Regions from separate parts of the Mus musculus genome. Here regions 1 and 2 are each linked to region 3. Evidence: chromatin contacts called from public HiChIP or PLAC-seq data. All regions are on one chromosome and are shown on one strand. Each heading gives the region's core, a stretch centred on a gene start, on an enhancer-like site or on the middle of the called end of the contact. The rest is flanking DNA. Distances are from core to core; before and after follow the strand shown.

Region 1 (3,557 bases), core at 80-2,579, 230 kb after region 3:
TGGCCTGTGCTGTAAGATCAAGAATTGACAAATGGGACCTCATAAAATTGCAAAGCTTCTGTAGGGCAAAAGATACTGTCAATAAGACAAAAAGGCCACCAACAGATTGGGAAAGAATTTTTACCAATCCTAAGTCTGATAGGGAACTAATATCCAATATATACAAAGAACTCAAGAAGCTGAACTCCAGAAATTCAAATAACCCCATTAAAAATGGGGTACAGAGCTAAACAAAGAATTCTCAACTGAGGAATACCGAAGGGCTGAGAAGCACTTGAAAAAATGTTCAACATCCTTAATCATCAGGGAAATGCAAATCAAAACAACCCTGAGATTCCACCTCACACCAGTCAGAATGGTTAGGATCAAAAATTCAGGTGACAGCAGATGCTGGTGAGGATGTGGAGAAAGAGGAACACTCCTCCATTGTTGGTGGGATTGCAAGCTGGTGCAACCACTCTGGAAATCAGTCTGGAGGTTCCTCAGAAAACTGGACATAATACTACCGGAGGATCCAGCAATACCTCTCCTGGGCATATATCCAGAAGATGTTCCAACCGGTAATAAGGACACATGCTCCACTATGTTCATAGCAGCCTTATTTATAATAGCCAGAGGTTGGAAAGAACTCAGATGTCCCTCATCAGATGAATGGATACAGAAAATGTGATACATTTACTACATTGATATATAGTGAAAAATTCATTGTAAAGAGAACAGGTAGCTCTGTAATTTCCAGTACTAAATTATTTTGCCCTGAGAAAATATTTTTAAATGTTATTTGCCCAAGAAAAATGTCCAGAAATGAAGTATTGTTCAAATGGAAAAGTTACGTGTGTGTGTTCATGTGTTCTGGTGCATTTTTGTGTGCAGATCCTCATGTGCCTGTGTCCAAATGTATCTGGAGGCCAGGGAACAACTTCGGACATTTTTCCTCAAGCTCCCTCTTCCTTGTGAATACTAAATCAATCAACATCCTGGGTTGATCATGTCATGGATGACAGAGTAGATCTTTAATTTAGTTTGCATTTCTTTGAGATTGACTGAGAATTAATGAGCATAATTGGTGACTGGCACTTATTTTTTGTGAACTGAGTGCTTGCATTCTTTGTTTATGTAGCAGTGGAGTGTTTGTCTTAGTGTAGCCCAATAAAGCTGTATGGTATCACTCCTTCACGCCATGTTGTCAGAGAAGGAAACGTGGCAACCAGCTTTCTTAAGAAGCCTGTCACTTCTTCTTCTTCTTCTCTCTCTCTCTTTTTAGCCCTGAAAGCTTATGAAAATGTGGTTCCATAATCATCTACTAGTCTCTGATATCCTCAGTCAAGGATGATGAGAAACCAGACACTGGTAACAGAGTTCATCCTTCAGGGCTTCTCTGAGCACCCACAGTACCAGCTGCCCTTGTTTTTCTGTTTCCTCTCCCTTTACTGTGTGGCCCTCACAGGTAATGTCCTTATCATCTTGGCTATCACCTGCAACCCTGGGCTCCACACCCCCATGTATTTTTTCTTGTTTAATTTGGCTACTATGGACATCATCTGTACCTCCTCCATTATGCCCAAGGCCCTGAGGGGTCTGGTGTCAAAGAGGAACCCCATCTCCTACGGTGGCTGCATGGCCCAGCTCTATTTCCTTACATGGTCTGCTTCCTCAGAGTTGCTCCTCCTCACTGTCATGGCCTACGACCGTTATGCAGCCATCTGCCACCCTCTGCATTACAGCACCATGATGAGCAAAGCATTCTGTAGCATGTTGGCTGCTGGAGTGTGGGCACTCTGCGCTTTCAACACAGCCATTCACACAGGACTGATGACTCGCTTGAGCTTCTGTGGGCCCAATGTCATTACACATTTCTTCTGTGAGGTGCCTCCTCTGCTGCTTCTCTCCTGCAGCTCCACCTACGTGAACAGTGTCATGATTGTCTTGGCTGATGCCTTTTATGGCATATTGAACTTCCTGATGACCATTGTGTCATACGGCTTCATCATTTCCAGCATCCTGAAGATGCGGACATCAGAAGGGAAGCAGAAAGCCTTCTCAACCTGCTCTTCCCACCTCATTGTGGTGTGCATGTATTACACCGCTGTCTTCTATGCCTACATAAGCCCTGTCTCCAGCTATAATGCAGAGAAGAGCAAATTGGCTGGTGTGCTGTATACCATGTTGAGCCCTACGCTCAACCCTCTGATCTATACTTTGAGAAACAAGGAAGTCAAAGCAGCTCTCAGGAAATTTTTTCCTTTCCTCAGAAATTAAAATGTGATTCACAAAGCTCTTCTCTTGGGCTTGTAGTTTCATTAAGGATTGGCAATCCTGTGAGCATATGAAAGGCTCGTCTGTGTCCTGAAGATAAGTAAGCTAACCTTTTCTACCCAGTGCAATGGTTTTGTAGATGACCTCAGAGTTCTGGTGACCAGTCACTGGCTAATGGAAGTGTGTGGTTGCATGTGAGCTCACACAACTCTGAGACTGAGAAATGGGGTCTCAGCTTGATTGCAGCATGATACAGTACTTTATTGTCAGAGAAACAAAAACTCTCCATGAGGACAAAAGTGCCCCATGAGCTTTCGTCTTACAGCTGTATGAAAATGTCTTTCTTTTCTTTGAATATACAGCATTCAGGTGGAAATATCACTTATAATTTGTGTGAGCCTTTGACAGACATAAGAGATATGTGTGGGGGCCCCACAGCATTTTCAGGATTGCTTGACCTGAGAATTGCTTCAGGTGACTCTGGTCCCTAAGAAACCCACTTCTATTTCCCTCCAAGTCTTCCCTCTGGAGCCCTTTAAGCTTCCAAAGTAATTTTTGATGTTAATGTGAACTATTGTTTCTGCTTTCCCTTTTTCCTCCCACTAACATCAGACTCAAAATTTTAGGTCCACCTCTTGGCCATACCTGTAAAAACTCCATCTTTATTACATGATATGTGGCTTATGCACCTGGATAAATATCCAGGATTTCTCACCTCTTGAGTTGGCTTTCGAATTCTGAGGGTCTGAGCCACTTCATTTGTCCTGGAATGGGGACAGTGATAGGAGTTAGCTGTAACAGAAGCATGGTAAGAAGGCAACACTATCCTTCTGGTGTTTCTGAATAAAGCTGGACAAGTCTGTATCAATGCAGAGAGATCTTGAGTCTGTTCCTTGTGTTAGAAACCCTTGTGGCAAAGTCCATTCTTTTGGTCATGATGACAGGAAAAAGTGTGACTATTTAGCTGTATCTTTGGAAATAAATAAAACCACATATTCTTTGCTAGATCAGATGGAAGCTAAAAATAGAAATTGATATTTGATTTAGGAAGGCTGAGCTGTCTTTGAGTCTTCGGCCATATTTTTATTATCCTCCATTGGAAGCAATTTGATTTTGGACCTGAAATTTGAGAATTTGAGAATAAGATGACTTGTAGTCAACTATGGCCTTTATATGCCGAGTCTTATGGGCTAAGTCAAATCTCCATAATGGAATGATGATACCCTGATAGCATTTTTATGCTTTCAGTGATCTCATCAGAAGTTGTGACATTGTCAACAACTTCTGATGATTCAATATGA
Region 2 (3,862 bases), core at 1,095-3,594, 140 kb before region 3:
CCCACATGAGGCTAGATGTGGTGGATGCCAGCACTCTTCTGGAGAGACTGGGGGTGGGCAGAGACAGGAGACTATAGAGATATTTTCAAAGTCTTACCTATACACAAAGCAAGAGGCATACATTAATGTAAAATGTGTAGTAATTATGACTTTTTAAATGTCAAGGTTCAAAAGTGAAATCTTATCTGCTTAAATTGACCAGTGAGATCAAAGGTCATGCTGATGTAACAACCAAGTAAAATTTTAACACATATTTGTCAATTTCTGAAATACACACTTTGCTAAGTTCACTTCTGTGCCAACTTGCCAAAGCTGCCTGTTTTTCTTAAGAAAGTTATGCTGTGATCACTAATGAAAACAATTTATTCTAGAGATTGTCTTATATTTAATGTCTGAGCATTGTTTGTCTCTTTAAAGTGAGGCCTTGCCAGTGTTCTAGATAATAAGAATGGTGATCTCCTTGGGAAGCTAGTTTTCCTTCTAGCTTTTAAAACTCAAGGTTATGACAAAGGACCAAGGCCCTGTGAACAGAAACCACATTCATGTTAAATTCCTTTAGAGTTCCCTTTACCCTAAAGCATAGGACTTTTTTTTTTTTTTTTTTTTCCACTGAGACAGGGTTTCTCTGTATAGCCCTGGCTGTCCTGGAACTCACTTTGTAGACCAGGCTGGCCTCGAACTCAGAAATACACCTGCTTCTGCCTCCCAAGTGCTGGGACTAAAGGCGTGCGCCACCACACCGGGCTAGGACTACTTTTTAAGATAAAGGATAATAGGTTAAATTTAATTTTTTGTTTGTTTTCATGCAAGGTCTCTCTATAGAAGCTGAGCCAACTTCCAACTTGGATCCTCTTGCCTAGCCTCCCCAGAGCTGGGATTGATTATAAGCAAGCACTACTACGAATGGCTCAAAACTTAAAGAATGGACTCCAATTTGCTTTATATTAATCTTCATCCTAAAACTTGCTGTTTCTGGGGCTGGTGAGATGGCTCAGCAGGTAAGAGCACTGACTGCTCTTCTGAAGGTCCTGAGTTCAAATCCCAACAACCACATGGTGGCTCACAACCATCCGTAATGAGATTTGATGCCCTCTTCTGGTGCGTGTGAAGTCAGCTACAGTGTACTTATGTATAATAATAAATAAATCTTTAAAAAAAAAACCTTGCTGTTTCTGAACATAAGAAATATGATTCAGATTTGAAAGACAAACATATAACAAATCTACCTATGATGTTAAACTTTGCGCAATTCACTCATTTCTTTCATATTTTCCAATGTATTGGAATGTAAGTTTCTCAGGTATATCCTAAAGATTCTTTAGGTTTCATTGATATCCACTGTCATGTCTTTCATTTATCAACGTCAGTAACACCTTCTTTTACTTCCAATCAAACAACCACATTAAAGATTGACTTTTTTAAAAAAAGGATTGATTTATTTTGATTTTATGTATGACTATTCTGACTGCATGTATTTCTGTGTAACTCACTTGTATTGTGCTCTTGAAGGACAGAAGATGGAGTTAGATTTCCTGGAACTGGAGTGACAGGTGGTTGTGACCTATGAAGTGGGTGCTGGAAACCTGAGTCCCCTGCAAAAAGCAAGTGCTCCTACCTGCTGAGTCATCTCTCTAGCTCTATAAACAAAGTCTTCTGGGACCACCATGGACACACTGAACAGCAAGCCTCTCAGTGATTTCCTGACTCACCACAGTAACACTGCAATTACACATGTGCCCTACCACAACTGGCTTTCTGTGTGGGTTCTGGAATCTGAATTCAAGTTGTCTGGCTTGTACAGCCAAGTGCTTCTGCCCACTAAGCCAACTCCCTGACCTCACCACATTCACATTACATTATTTTAAATTTGTCTACAAAGGATGTAACTACACACTCCAGCTCTAAGGGCTAAAGACTAACAATCCCAAAGTTACTTAACTTGGTGATCAGTTGTAAGAGACCAAAATTATGTTTTCATTTTTAATTTATGGCCACTTTTCTAGTCGGTATTATTAACTGTCTATAAAACATTCCCTTGTAGGTATCAACAATCCAAACAATATTAAATATACAGAATATAAAGATCTTTGCTAGAGTTTATAAAAACTACACAGCATTTTTCCAATGTTAATTGAGAAAATAAATAGTACTTCCTTAAGGTTTCTAAGCAAATCTTATTGCTTAAAATTCCTTACCTTTTCCCATTTCAATTGTCAAACTCTACATCTTCTACTATTTGTTCCACAGCTATAGTAATCAAGTCAATTCAATTTACAAGAGCATATGCTTCATTCCTAAATCTCATTCCCTATTTCTCATCTCCTCCTGTACTGGCCTAGGACCCCACCTAGTGGACAGCAACAGGAATCACCCTTTCTACTTTTTCCCTGCACAAAACACTGGTTTACTAGATTAGTTTATTGGTTAACTGATACTATTCTAGCAATTTCTTTAACAGGTACTGTTTGGCTTTGAACCCTGGGACAAGAGACTGGGGTGCATATTTTACATATCAAAGCCGACCTGGCCTCCAGGTTCTCCCAGCATTCCTCAGTCCCTACCTGGCATACCCTGCCCCCAACCCTGAACTTCCCAGCCCATGGGCTGGGGCTGTCTTTTCCCCAGCAGCTCTTCCCTATAATCCAGATAGTTTGGGTCCCTCCCACACCCCACATCTCCTTCTCCCTCTCTCTGTGTGGTGCCATTTCTCTCTTTCTCTTCCCTTTCCCCACTTCTCCCCCTGGACTTTCCTGGATCAGTCCTTGGGGCCAGTAAACTGGACAACCTGAGAAACTTCTCAATAAACCTGAATTTAATAAAATATAATGTGGCTTGAACTGGCTCATTACACTGGCAAAGAAATAACTTATCACATATATCTCCCTCAAAACACTTACTGTTTATATATTATATAATATAGCAGTGAATATACTACTATAACATAGTATAGCTACTATAATATAATAGTATATAATATATATAATAATATATAATATATATATATTATAGTAGTTAATCCCAAAGAGCACCCAACTACAGCCTAATAAAAATAGTACATCTCTTAATTTTGTCTCTAAAAGGGAAAAGAGAATAGAGAATTCTAAAACAAATAGTGAATTCTCAACTTCAATAACAAGGATCAATGACTCCAAATTTTTTTCTTTAGAAGATCCAAGATTTGCATTGACCTTTTCGTGTCCCTCTAAGTTTGTTCTCAGAAACTTTGATTTCTTTCTATTTTATAAAAGCAGCAGAGTGTAAAGGACAGATTCTTGCTGCACTTACTATGTGATCACACTGTAGCACGTAGCACAGGGTGCAGACAGCATTCTAACAAGATATTAGAAGAATGGCTTTTTGGCCTACAGTGTCAATCTTCATATATACCATTTCTTTCTAACTGAAATTTAGAGTGGCTTTACCCATAGGAACAATTGTGCTTCATGACCGTCACCTCACAGCTAAGCTCTCTGAAACCTTAGCTAGATTTTCTTCTGTGTTATTCCATTATGAATAAAACTAGAAAAAAAAACTCTCTTGTATTTTCAAAATTTACTTATAACGGTTTTTTATTATAATATTAGTATAATATATCATTTCCTCCCTCTAATCCCTCCCACATATCCCCCCTTTACTCTCAAATTCATGGTTAATTATTGATACTATATATATTACATACACTTTATTCCTAAACACAACCTGCTTATATTATGCTACTTATGGTATTATTATGCTATCTATGATATCAGGGATAACTACTTGGTATTAAATAACCAATCAGGCGGGCTCTTCCAATTTCTAACTACATGCTAAATATCTGTTCTTATATCTATAGATAGATTTAGTTCTCACTCCTCATTAA
Region 3 (3,712 bases), core at 306-2,805:
TTCACAGAGGTTTGTTCTTACTTAATAAGAGTGCATGGAAGCTCATGCTAACAGGAGACACTGCTTTGTGGCTTCATGTGTGGGCAGGGAGTGCAGATCGAGCAGTGGTCAGGCACCAGACCTGAAGGGTTTGCTCTGTCGGTGGGTCTGGGTGCTGTGATGGTCTAGCACGTGAAAGGTTATGCATTTATGGGTTCTAAGCCCATGAGAAGAGCTTTCTACTGAATTCCCAAAAAGTGGGTCTGCAATCTTGTAAGGGGAACTGTGGTCCTCTGTTGTCTTAATAATGTGCAGAAAGTTTTATTGGAACACAGCCTCCATCATGGCTACATTATCTGGCTACCCCAGTCAGAATTCAGAAGTGACAGGAAATGGGATTTTTTATCTGTAGGCAAAAATTTGCCTCTCATAGCTTTTGTTTCCTCCTTTGTAAATGGTTTCAGTACTAAAATTGCAAGATTGTTGTTGAGAATAGACCTTTTTGTCTGCCCTTTAAAATGGTAGGTTATGACTGGTGATGTATGGTTTGATGAGGTTATGAAATGTTAAGCTAAAAAAATAAAATTTAAGCGCATCCACTGGATGCTAGAGCACGTGAGTGCTGTGAGTGATCACGATGTCCTGCGCAGGCACTGTCCTCCTAGGCTCTGTTCATGTTACCATCATGGCTCTGGCCTCAATAGAGTTGGAAGTTATCAGCCCAGTCATGGGCTGAGTTTAAGAGCAAGAGGCTGACAAAAGGCCTCACCATACCATCTACCTCAGTCCCGAGGAGTTGAAACTGTGGAGACTAGTGGCTCAGGTCTCGGAGGATAATGAGAGGGTGGGAGAAGACTGATCAGGGCCAGGGTTCTTTTGCAAGTTGACTATGAGGGAGCGCTTTCATGGTCCTCTGCAGTCCTCCTGGTAAAACACTTGAGTTGAACCTCCTATGAAGGAACCGAAGCAGCAGGGGCCCAACCTAGTTGGAAGGCATGTGTAGTCAGAAAGCCAGTCAGTTTATATCCCACTTCAGCTCGGTGCACAGCAAAAGTAGGACGGGATCTGAGCTCAGGTTGAGACTGTTTGACCTATAATCTTCAAATAGTTGCTCAAATGCAAAAGGCATATAGAAATGTTCCCATTTTACAGATGACACAACTGAGTCAGAAATGTTAGGAGAACGTGGAGTACAAGAAAAGGGTGACTAGCATGGACATCCTTTTAAGTGTCCTAGGCCATGAGTAAATAACAAATGCCAAAGACCCTCCTATCCCCAAAGAACCTTAGAAGTGCCCCAGCCACTCTGGTGCCGGCTCTTCCCAGACGCTGTGCCCCGTCTCCAGTCTCCTACCCTGCCCTAGACGGGTCCTGCAACCAGTTATAAAGAGTCAACATACGGGCCAGTTCTAACCGACAACCCTTCCTGAAAGCCCGTGCGACCCCGGCGTCCGAGCAACCGCCAGCCGCGGAAGACTAGGCCCCGCCCCTCGCGAGCTGATTGGAGGGCGTCGGCAGCGCTGATCGGCGATTGGTGAGCGGTGTCACAAAGGGCGGGACCGGAGCTTCGCGGGCCAGCGTAGGCCGGCGTCTCGGGCGCGCGAACTCCTATCCGCCTGCGGGCAGGCGAGCGAGCGAGCGGGCGGACGCGACCACCGGAGGGCGAGCGGGTGAGGGGCGCGGCGGGGCGGGGCGCGGCGCGGCCCGGAGGGAGGGCGGGTGGTGGAAGGGCCTGCTGCGTCTTCGCTGCCCCGGTGCGCCCGCCTCAGCTGCAGCCTGGTCACACCCGTGCTTCTCTGCCTACGGACTCACGGACAAATTGGTCGTACCCGTGGCTCGGGGTGCTGCTGACCCGACTTTGGGTCTGAGTGTGGTCCCTGCTGGTTGTGGCCCCAGGGCAGCACCCCCGCACTTGTGCATCGCTCCTAGGCCAGAGTGTGGTTCTAATCTGTAGCTCGATTTTCACACATCTGTAAAAGGACAAGAGTCACCTTTTTAAAAGGCTGCAACATATTGTGGGTATATTTATGTTGGGGGGAAAAATTAAAAACTAACTCGTCGTGTGACTAAGTTCCTGTGGACGAGAAGGAAGCAAAGGCCAAGGTACTGAAATTACCCCTTGAGTGCAGTTATTGCCGCTTTTGTTGGTTGGTTTTAGACATTTCAAAAGATGAAAGAAATGTTGGAAATTCACTTTGATTTTTCTCTAACAGTTTTCAAGATAAATTAGCAATTTAATCATCGTTTTATTTACTTATATTATTAAACATCACTATACGTTTTTATTGTCAATTGGTTTTCCAGTGCTCATTCATGCATACCACGGGCCACTTTGAGGATGCTTGCAGGCCTCAATGGACCCAGTTTTAGTACGCTAGGTCATTGGCCCACTTGAGCTTCCACTAGGCCATGTAATATTCTGCTGTGGTTTAGCCGGCCAGCACAACCTTTTGTCTTGTTACATTAATTTCCTTTGCTGAGAAGTATGACACAGCCGGGCGTGGTGGCGCACACCTTTAATCCCAGCACTCGGGAGGCAGAGGCAGGCGGATTTCTGAGTTCGAGGCCAGCCTGGTCTACAAAGTGAGTTCCAGGACAGCCAGGGCTGGACAGCCAGGGCTATACAGAGAAACCCTGTCTCGAAAAAAACAAAAACAAAAACCCAACCAACCAACCAAACAAAAAAGTATGCAACACAATTGCTTTCAGATATGGTCACCACCCTCGGTTCTTTTTGTGTATTGGAAATTATGCCACTAACTGGGACCAAACTTCATTTGGGAGTTCTTGTACCACTGATGATGCACCTACTGCTGTGCTGATTTTCTTCTACTTATAGGCACGTTAGTCTCATTTCAGATCTGTGCATTGAAGGATTACATGTTGCCTATGCGTATTTCACTATAATGCTGTTTTTTTTTTCTTTTTCTTCTTATAATGCTGTTGTTTTGTTTTGTTTTTGTGAAATTGCAGATTGAGCCCAGGGCCTAATATGTGCTAGGAAATACCCTATCACCTGGCTTCACATTTACCATGAGTGATGTAAGAGTGAGTAGTGAAATACAAACAGTACCACTGTTGCGTAGTGTACTCTTGCAGCTCTGACCCACAGTACTGGGAGCACAGTCCTTGTGTTGCTGCTGTTGTTTGTTTCTCATTAGTTCATATGTTGTGCAACTCCACTCAGAACAACTGTGCTCTTAGCAACAATGTTTCTTCCTGTGATGCCGTTTTTTTTTTTTTAAAGGAGCGTTAGCTATCTGCATAATTCAAGCTTCCTAAGAATGTTTTATATTAGAACTATGAAAACTCCCCTCTACAGTAGAAGTATCTGTGTATACGTGTTCATCATGATTTATAAGAATTCTGGCGTAGTGAATCAGAATGTGACTCCAGAGGAAACCAGTATCCCTCCACAGTATAATCACTGTGCCATTTCTATGACTATATAGTTGACTGTTAATTTTCTCTAATCTAAGGATTAGTGGAGAAAGGGAGTTGTTTTGAATTGAATTTCATTGAACAACCTTTAATGCACGCTAATGTGTGCAGACGGCTGAAGTGAGTGATAGAGACATTGTCCCTCCCTTACAACGCTTGTAGTTTACCAGCACGGGTGACAGACACAGAAACAGTCCAGTTTTGATGGGTATCATGGGTGGAAAAGATAGTAAGCATGAAAGATGTTGTGGGATCCTTGGTATTGGAGCCGCGGCTCTGGGGAGAGGTGTCT

Evidence for each region. HiChIP or PLAC-seq counts read pairs in DNA pulled down with a chosen protein or histone mark.
Region 1: a contact with region 3 is called in an H3K4me3 HiChIP or PLAC-seq map of bone marrow-derived macrophages, with 2.7 times the contacts expected there. The contact joins the promoter of Olfr211 here to the promoter of Zfand4 in region 3. A contact is called at or near these places in 5 of 39 promoter capture datasets (embryonic stem cells, hippocampal neurons, liver and 2 more), 1 of 115 datasets of contacts at active chromatin or transcription factors (bone marrow-derived macrophages) and 2 of 9 other capture datasets (embryonic stem cells and macrophages).
Region 2: a contact with region 3 is called in an H3K4me3 HiChIP or PLAC-seq map of bone marrow-derived macrophages, with 2.5 times the contacts expected there. The contact joins the enhancer-like site here to the promoter of Zfand4 in region 3. A contact is called at or near these places in 2 of 39 promoter capture datasets (liver and pre-B cells), 2 of 484 Hi-C or Micro-C datasets (the HL-1 cell line and peritoneal macrophages), 3 of 115 datasets of contacts at active chromatin or transcription factors (bone marrow-derived dendritic cells, bone marrow-derived macrophages and hepatocytes) and 3 of 9 other capture datasets (adipose tissue, liver and pancreatic islet).

What each region holds. Positions count from the first base shown.
Region 1 is chr6:116,492,282-116,495,838 of GRCm38.p6, forward strand. It overlaps Olfr211 (olfactory receptor 211), which reads left to right and starts at 1,330. Exons shown (of 1, transcript NM_146912.1): 1 at 1,330-2,259. The coding sequence starts at 1,330. The coding sequence ends at 2,259.
Region 2 is chr6:116,126,532-116,130,393 of GRCm38.p6, forward strand. The region is part of intron 3 of Tmcc1 (transmembrane and coiled coil domains 1); the gene reads right to left. Among named protein-coding and RNA genes, the nearest start is that of Tmcc1, 65 kb to the right of the region's middle. Within about 2 kb of position 2,345, at least 20 of the 459 cell types and tissues checked have an H3K27ac peak or open chromatin away from gene starts, as enhancers often do. A contact at or near this core is called in bone marrow-derived macrophages, where this site is marked.
Region 3 is chr6:116,262,664-116,266,375 of GRCm38.p6, forward strand. Zfand4 (zinc finger, AN1-type domain 4) reads left to right here and starts at 1,556. Exons shown (of 10, transcript NM_001309446.1): 1 at 1,556-1,649. Washc2 (WASH complex subunit 2`) reads left to right here. Exons shown (of 31, transcript NM_026585.3): 31 at 1-8.